2 separate regions of the Arachis hypogaea genome follow, and region 1 is linked to region 2. Evidence: chromatin contacts called from public Hi-C data. All regions are on one chromosome and are shown on one strand. Each heading gives the region's core, a stretch centred on a gene start, on an enhancer-like site or on the middle of the called end of the contact. The rest is flanking DNA. Distances are from core to core; before and after follow the strand shown.

Evidence for each region. Hi-C and Micro-C count contacts between places; a contact is called where the count stands out from the background.
Region 1: a Hi-C map of an unstated tissue shows a contact between it and region 2, with 2.1 times the contacts expected there. The contact joins the promoter of LOC112755996 here to the enhancer-like site in region 2. A contact is called at or near these places in 3 of 8 Hi-C or Micro-C datasets (leaf and an unstated tissue).

What each region holds. Positions count from the first base shown.
Region 1 is chr6:115,121,718-115,126,042 of arahy.Tifrunner.gnm2.J5K5, forward strand. LOC112755996 reads right to left here and starts at 1,287. Exons shown (of 3, transcript XM_025804372.3): 1 at 655-1,287. The coding sequence starts at 1,098.
Region 2 is chr6:115,071,737-115,076,041 of arahy.Tifrunner.gnm2.J5K5, forward strand. No RefSeq gene overlaps it. Among protein-coding and RNA genes, the nearest start is that of LOC112755994, 22 kb to the left of the region's middle. Within about 2 kb of position 2,190, at least 1 of the 3 cell types and tissues checked has open chromatin away from gene starts, as enhancers often do.

The DNA.
Region 1 (4,325 bases), core at 37-2,536, 49 kb after region 2:
TCGAGTGTAATTAACTTCATGTAAAGTTGATAGTTGAGAGACTTTACATAATAATTTAGTCAAATTTATCAAATTATTTAATAATTTTCAGCAATAAACTTTCTGTAAAATTAACTGCAACTAAGTTTCTATCTTCTGATAATTAATAAACTGAGTTTTACTTTTAGAGAAAATATTAGTTAGAGAAGATTAGGTTTTAATAACTAATTGAAAGATTAGATTGATGAGGAGGATAATAGTCTTTATTTTTTCTGTAATAATAATAAAATGCTAACATATACATAATATAGAGAAAAGGACAAATAGGTCTATGACTTTTTGTCCCGCGAATATTTTTGTCTCTGACCATTGAAAAATACTTTTAAGTCCCTGACCTTCACAAACTTGGACGGATTAGTCCCTTCGTCCAAATGCCTCCGTCAGGGACTAATCCGTCTAAATGTCTCCGTTAGGAACTGATCTGTCCAAGTTTTGTGAAGGTCAGGAACTTAAAAGTATTTTTCAATGGTCAAAAACAAAAATGTCCGCGGGACAAAAGGTCAGGGACCTATTTGTCATTTTCTCTAATAAATAAATAAATAAGTAAAGAATAATATGGTACATAAAAGAAAAATAGATAAATGGAGTAATGTTATAAGGCATTTAATTAATTACCGGATTGGGATTAGAATAGTTCTTGAAGCTTTCCTCCAAGATTATAGATTGTTCTTTTGAGAGCCTAAGTTTCTTCCTTTTTGTGTTGTTACCATCTTCATCCCTTGATGATGATGGAGCCTTCTCATCAATCTCAACCTCAAATTCTTCAACCAAGAATTGATCTTTCTCCTTCTTGATTATGATAGAAGAGTTGGAAAACGATGACACTGCACTTGGAGAAGAATTAGAGTCTTCAATAATCTTTGAAGCTTGATTATTATGATTATCATCATCAATTATTGCTGGTCCTAATGTAAGAGATGGGTATGCCTTATTATTGCATTTTCTTGATGGATCATCCTCCTTTTTCTTCATGCAATTCTTCTCTTGATGATGGAAGCCAATTCCAAGAGCAAGACCAAGTTGAAGGCTTGTGTTGGAGACACCATGATCAAAGTTCATGATCACATAAATTATGGGGCATATACTTTAATTAATTTGATGGGTGAAAAAAATGCTATTTGATATAATAATATATATAACAACAAAAGTAAGTGTAGGAAATGATGATGATAGGAATTGAATTAATTACTTGTAGGAGGGTGTGAAGGAATAAGAGGGTTTATGATTGAATATAGGTGATAGGGGGTGCTTTGTGGGGACTAATTCATTTATTTATTAGGCAAGAGATGAAAGACTTTGAGGCAATAATTATATGAATATAATAATAATCAAAGTTAAATTTAATTTTGCATCTCAAATTTTGGCTCATGCGTTGACCAAGAGAAAGTTCATGAGTCACCCTAGCTCCCTTTTCAAGATGGGGTAAAAAATTAAATTAAATTAAAGTGTAGTAAATAATAAGGCTGATTTTTTTTATATGAAAAAAATATTGGTATTTTTTTTTGAATGGGATTATTCGGTGTAATTATAGATGTGTGAATTTTGTAGGAGAGAAGTCAATACGTGGGGAGTGTGCTGGACATGTGACAGCATCCTGGCCAACACGTGGAGGACGTATTGGACACGTGGCAGCATATTGGCCAACACGTGAGGAGCTTGTTGAATGATTTTCACAATACTGTAATATACATCAAATATCAATATTCAATCAAAATACCATCTCTAATTTCATATTAAAAATAATTTTTAAAATAATAAAAGTATATTGTAAATAAATTTGTACCATGCATGATGAGTGTGTATATGGTAGATGGCATACGTGGAATCACGTGGAAAGTGGGTAGCACAATCAAGAGAATATGATCTTCAGAATATTTCAGGCCTTTTATTATTATTATTAGCTTTTTTTTTCTTCTTTAATTAATTTATTTCTTTTTCATGCACTTTCCTCTCATTGAGATTAATTTTACTTTGTCCATATTTTACTCATGGGGGGTGAAAATAGGCAGGTTAGGCAGTTTAGTTAGAAGGCTGCGATCTGGCTTGTATTTATTTGTGTGACACATTATTGAGATGGTAAAAGAAGGTAGAGAATCAAATTTAATTCTTGTGTAATAGATGAGTAGATATATATCTAAAACATTTTTGTGATGATGAATTTATAAGGAGTCTGTGAAAAAATTATTTAGTAAGTTCTTGACTTCTTGAGGAAATTTTTTAATAGACTCATTGATCTTTACCGATGATTATTATATAAAGTGGTTACTTTTATAAAGACATCTTTATGTGAAAATAATATTGTGAACTGTTAGATAATTTAGTCAAATAGGTTTAGTCAAATATATCAAATTATCTGATGGTTCATAATATTATATTCACATGAAAATATCTACATTAAAATAAATTATCACAAAACTTTTTTAATTGTAGGCAATAAATGTATGTATTAACAAATATTTTTGTTGTCAGAAAAGACAAAATAAATTATCACTAAAAATGAATTTTTTTTTCATAGTGATAACGAAACTTATAATGCATGGTATGCGTATATATGTCATGAAATAATACAGGAGGAATGTTATTAGATATGTTATAAAAGAAACTATATCCAATGCAACAATTTAGTTATAACTTATAATGGAGTTAAAAGAAACTTTGTCATAAAACGTTTTAACAAACATGGTTGGGTTCATGAATATATGGTCCAAATTATTTGGTGTATTTGATATGTGTGTGTTCAGTGTTGTTGGAAAGTCAAAATTGAGAGAAGGCCCAATTCACATGTTTGAAGGACAAGCTGGCTAGAAATATCTCTTGCAACAAAATAGAATTTAAGTTTTATTTTCTTAGAGATTAAGCTTGAGAATTAGAGATGATAATTTTCAAAGTAATGTATGAAAGTTGTATTGTAAATGAAAGCTTAATAAAATTAAAGAGAGAAACATAATGCACAATTAGCCAGTACAAAACAATTAGGAGTATTTATAAATTAGATAAAATTAGATTTAACTCAATTTGAACTTTACTCAATAATTTTATCGGATTATTTATTTAGACCTTTATCTTACTATAAATATGATAAAACTCTAATATATTAAGTCACACGAAAATTGAGTCTAAACTTTAGACATATCAAAATATATAAGTTATCATCGTTTACTACTATCATCTTTTTTGTTTCTACTATTCTACTTCTTCAATTCCAATCTCATTATGGTAGTCGCTACTTAGTAACAGTGAGAGGTGACGATGACGAAATAGTGATAATGAAAAAGAACCCTAAAAAAAAAAGTCAAAAACAATAACCTAAATCTAATAATAAAAAGAAGTATTGATAAGATCTGAACAACAAAAAATACAGTAATAACACATTTAAATAAAAAATAAGTAATTAATAAAAGATTATATAGAAGACAAATAATTAATGAAAGATTATAATATTGACAAATTTGATCATAAAAAATTATTATTTTATCATTAAATTTGTTAACATCAAAATTTTTTATGATCAATTTTGATATTTCAATCTATAATTAAGGATAAAATTAGACAAAAAAAAATACTAACTATTAGCTGTAAAAAAATTAACAAAAAAAACATTATTAAAATAAAATAAAATTAAATTAAAATTTAAAAATAATTTTAAAGAATTTCAACAATATCACAAAAATATGCATAAAAAGGAGCGCGGCGAAATAACTTTTAAAAAATAAAACAATATATCAACCAAATGTATGGTCATAAAGATTAAGAATATTAGAATATTGCATCTAACGTACTGGATAGTACGCATGTACGGTCATATGGTTTTTTTAATAGCCGTAATACATCCTTTTTTTTTTTTTTGTTAACTATAATACACTTCATTCTCCTCCATTCTTAATTTACTTTTTTCCTTTTAATATATTCCTGTTGCTAAGACTGTATTTAGAAGAGAAATTAAAATTAAGAGATAAATATTAAAAGATAAAAATTAAGAGATTAAAATTAAATTAAATTTTTATATTATATTTGATATAAAATATATTATATTAGATTATATTTAAATATTATGTTTAATTATTTAAAATAAATATAAAATTTGAAAAATAAATTTAAAATTTAAAAAATTAAATAAAATATTTAAAAAAATATTATTAAAATTTTAATTTCTAATTTTAATTTTTTTATTCTTATTTTTAAAAATATTGAAGAAACTAAAATTTTTGAGAATTTTTGATTATTAAATACAATATTCATTTCAATTTTTAAAAACAAATACTACATAATATATTAGAAAAATTTTT
Region 2 (4,305 bases), core at 940-3,439:
TGTTATATTTTTCTAAGTAAATTTTACCATGTCAAACAATGGTTGGAGTCTTGAAAATTTGGATATTTTCACATGCTAACTTATAAGAAGGTATCAAGATAATGTAGACGGTCCGGTTTTCACCCAGTTTTTACCCGGTATAATCGTGACCCGAACGTGTATAGATTTCATCGAGTTTATGGCCGGGTTCGGATCTAACAAATATGCCCGATATATATTTCGGATCGGGTCTGGGTCACATCAAACCCAATTTTACCCGAACCATGCACATCCTAGATGAGTCCAACAAATCCAATTCAATTCATTCCAATTACATATTTATTAATTTCGATTCTTTTTTGAGTATGTACAAATAATATTATTGATAATAATGTGCTGTTAATAACTTTCTTTTAGGAAGAATAACAATTAAATGTTAATTTTGTTACAGTTAAAATACATATAAAATTAATTAAGCTCATCTTTGATTGTAAAGTTAAACATAGAAAGTATTATTGTTTATATTCGACTAAAAAATATTAATTCTATAATACAATCAACAAAATTAAAGGAAAAAAGGAACAAGATGAGTGGATGAATATACACGTATAGATGAAAGTTTGTGTCCAAAAAAAAATTAATACAATAATATTAGAGAACCACCATTCAACCAACAATTTAGTCAACAGTATTGGATTGACAAAAAGAATGCAATAAAAAGATAAGAACCACATTTTTTAAAAATTATTCTTTTATTTTCTTTTTCTTTTTTCTTCTTTAATTTTCAGCACTACAATTTTACCCACCACTGGTAGTCTAGTACTAATGTCAGCCACCAGTTGTCCCTCACCATAAATTTTAAATTATAAATCTTAAATTTTAAATTTTATACTCTAAATTAGTTTTATGATAAAGTGATAGTTTTAGTAATGTAATAAAGATATTTAAAATTAAAGAACAAAAAATACTAAATTTGCACTAAACAATTTTTTTTTCAATTTTTATATATAATAAATTTTAAAATAATTCATATAAAATTCCTAGTTGTGTGTTAAAAAAAATTAACTCGAATATATTATGTTTGGCTATTATTTTAAAAATTACATTATGATTTTTTACAAAGAATTAATTTTAAAATATTAATTAACACAATAATATATATATATATATATAATAGACGACATAGTTGAATATTAACAAATAAAATATAATAAATATTAATATTGTGGTGATAATTAATATTAAATTTCTAAAATTACCTCTAGATCAAACGAAAACATTAATACATTATTCATACATATTTGGTTCTAGAAAAAAGGCAAGACTTTAAAAATAAAACAATAAAATTTAAATGTAAGACTTAATTTAAATCTCTCACCGCTAAATCTTTTTTCGTTTTCTAAATCTGTTACTTCAAATATTTTGTTAATAATAAATTATTTTCGGTTGCTAAGATAGTAGTTTTTATTCCATTAATATATACTATCCTCATTGTATCAAGTATCATACATATAGCCAATGAGTTATAGCTCAAATGGCATAATCTTTCCATACTCAATTAAGAGGTTACGGATTCGAGTCTCCTATCTTTAGTAAAAAAAAAAAAAATATCATACATATAAAAAACATTATTGCTTGACTTTTCTTTCTTTGTTGAATGATTATTATATGGTAGTAGTTCCAGCAAAATAAATTATACTGAAGGAAAGTTTGCTTAATGTAAAGTTATAAACAAATATTCACACTTCATAGTTCATAAGAAAATTTGATCATAAATTTTTTGTCACACTTTGTTTGTTCACTTCTTCTGCTAATAATAATAATAATAATAATAATAATAATAATAATAATATAATTATTATTATTATTATTATTATTATTATTATTATTATTATTATTATTATTATTATTATTATTATTATTATTTGTCCTAAAGAGACCCTAAAACAAGAAATAAAATTACCAAAAATCCCACTACAATCAGAATATATATAAATATTTGTTAGAGGAGATTTTTTTTTAGGTATTTTCTATTTCAGAAGATCAATGATTAATTTATCTCAAATTTTTATTTAAAAATTTGTTGTTGGCCAATAAATCAAGATTTGAACCTTTAATACTTATTTAAGTGGATTAGTAAAGATAGACCAATCTATTTAATTAGAGAAATTCTTTTAAACTTAATGGGCCACCATGGATAAGCCCAAACTTGAATCCACTGGACATAATATTAAATGTCGCAAATAAGATACAACGTACTACCGTCCAAAAAAAAAGCTACAATATACCGATTGTTCTAAAAAGAGGCAAAACCTTAAAAAAAAAAGTTCCACTTAAAAAATTTAAAGATATCACTAATGAAAATTCATATCGATCACACATCAACAAGAATTAAAAAAAAAAAAATGCTTATAAAGATTAGAACTTAAACTCAAATTTTTTTATTAATCAAATATAATTGTGCAAGCTTAACAAACCAAAAACAAAAATATTATTCGTATATTAAAATTAGCCACTAAAATCAATTATTAATGTATTTGTGTATAAATATATTATATATATGTAGTTTAATTTATTTTCGTAATGTGTATTTATATTCTAACTGGTGACTAATTTTAATATATACGTAGCATAATCCAATAAAAAAAAGACACATACATTTGTGCATAACAAGGACTCATAAAAAATAAGCTAAAACCCTAATTAATAAGATAATTTCTAAATTAAATTCTTAAAAATTTTTTTTAATAAAATAATAAATAAAATATCATAAATATTAAATCTCGTCCTAAATTCTAACATAACTCATGAACTTATATGTATATTTCAAAAATTTTATCAATCACAAAAATATATAGTAATCATGTTTTTTCTTCACATAAACTTATAACAATAATAAAATATCGAATTATTTATCGCATATACTACAGTTATTTGAATTATAAGTAATTGAATTATAAAATTATTTTTTTATCTCTTTTTTCTTTTTTCTTTTTCTTCTCATCGTTACAATTTTACCCACCATTACCTATCACTACTATCAGCTAATTATTGTCCGTCATCTTAAGTTTTAAATAAAAAATTTTAAATTTTAAATTCTAAATTATACATTTTATATTCTAAATTAGTTTTATTTTTCTTTTAAATATTTTTTAAGTTGATTTTTTTATGTTTTAATTCTTTTAATTTTAGATAATTTGTTAGTTATCAATTATTGACTACTTTGTTAGTTAAAAAGTATTGACACCAAAACTTTTTCTATAGTGTTTTTTATGTTGAAATTTGTTTTAGAGGTCAAGATAGAGAAGTCAAATTCTAATTTTTGTCATATAATTTTTAATATTATATTATGAAACTGCTTACACTAAAAATATTATATCTAACGTAGTGTTTGTTTAGGTTCAAAACTGGAAAGTAAACCTTGCAATGGAGATTTTTGTTGCTAAACATAATAAAAAGAAAGATTATATATATGATGTGAAGCCGTGAAGGGAAGGTTTAATTATTAATTATTTTTTTATTTTTTATAATATTTCTCAACTCGACAAGTTAAAAATTGGTTCGTCGTGAATTTGAGTTTTATTTAAAAATTTATTATTGGCCAATAAATTATTAAATACAGATCATAAATTCAAATCTTGACGGACGAGTTAGCTCACCACTCCACATCTCCAGCGGTTAAATTATTACTTAAATAGCTATCAAATGGGATAATATGATGGCCCATATCCAGACTTTATAGAGTGAAAACATGAGAAGGGTACAGACACCGTAACCACTCACGTCAACTTGACAACCCTCCACTATCAATTTATCTCCTAATTTCTAATTTATATTGGGACTAGTACATGTTAAATTAAGAATAATAAAAATAAATTCATAAAATTCATCACCAATATAATAACCAAAAAATAAATAATCTACCGTCTCATCATGCCGTATATATATTTATTTTAATTTTGAGAAATTCACTCAAGATTATTATTTTTGCAATTATAAGTTTCACATTTAGGTAAATAAGTTGAAATGATTGTTAGTAAAATAAGAGAATTGATATTATTAATTATATAATAGTATTAAAAGTTTAACAATATCAATAAATATTTAAATCAAATTAAATTATTCTTAAATAACCCGAGGTTTTGCACCTCTTTCTTGCATCCATGATTAGTTATGTATATGTTATGTTAGCTAGAGTTATGGAACTATTTCTTCCATTCTAGAATTTCGTTCAAGAATTAGCATAAGATGAAAAATCTTTTATATTAGGACTTAAGTTCTTTAACTCTAATAACAATAGATTTTAGAAATGTAATTGTCCTACGT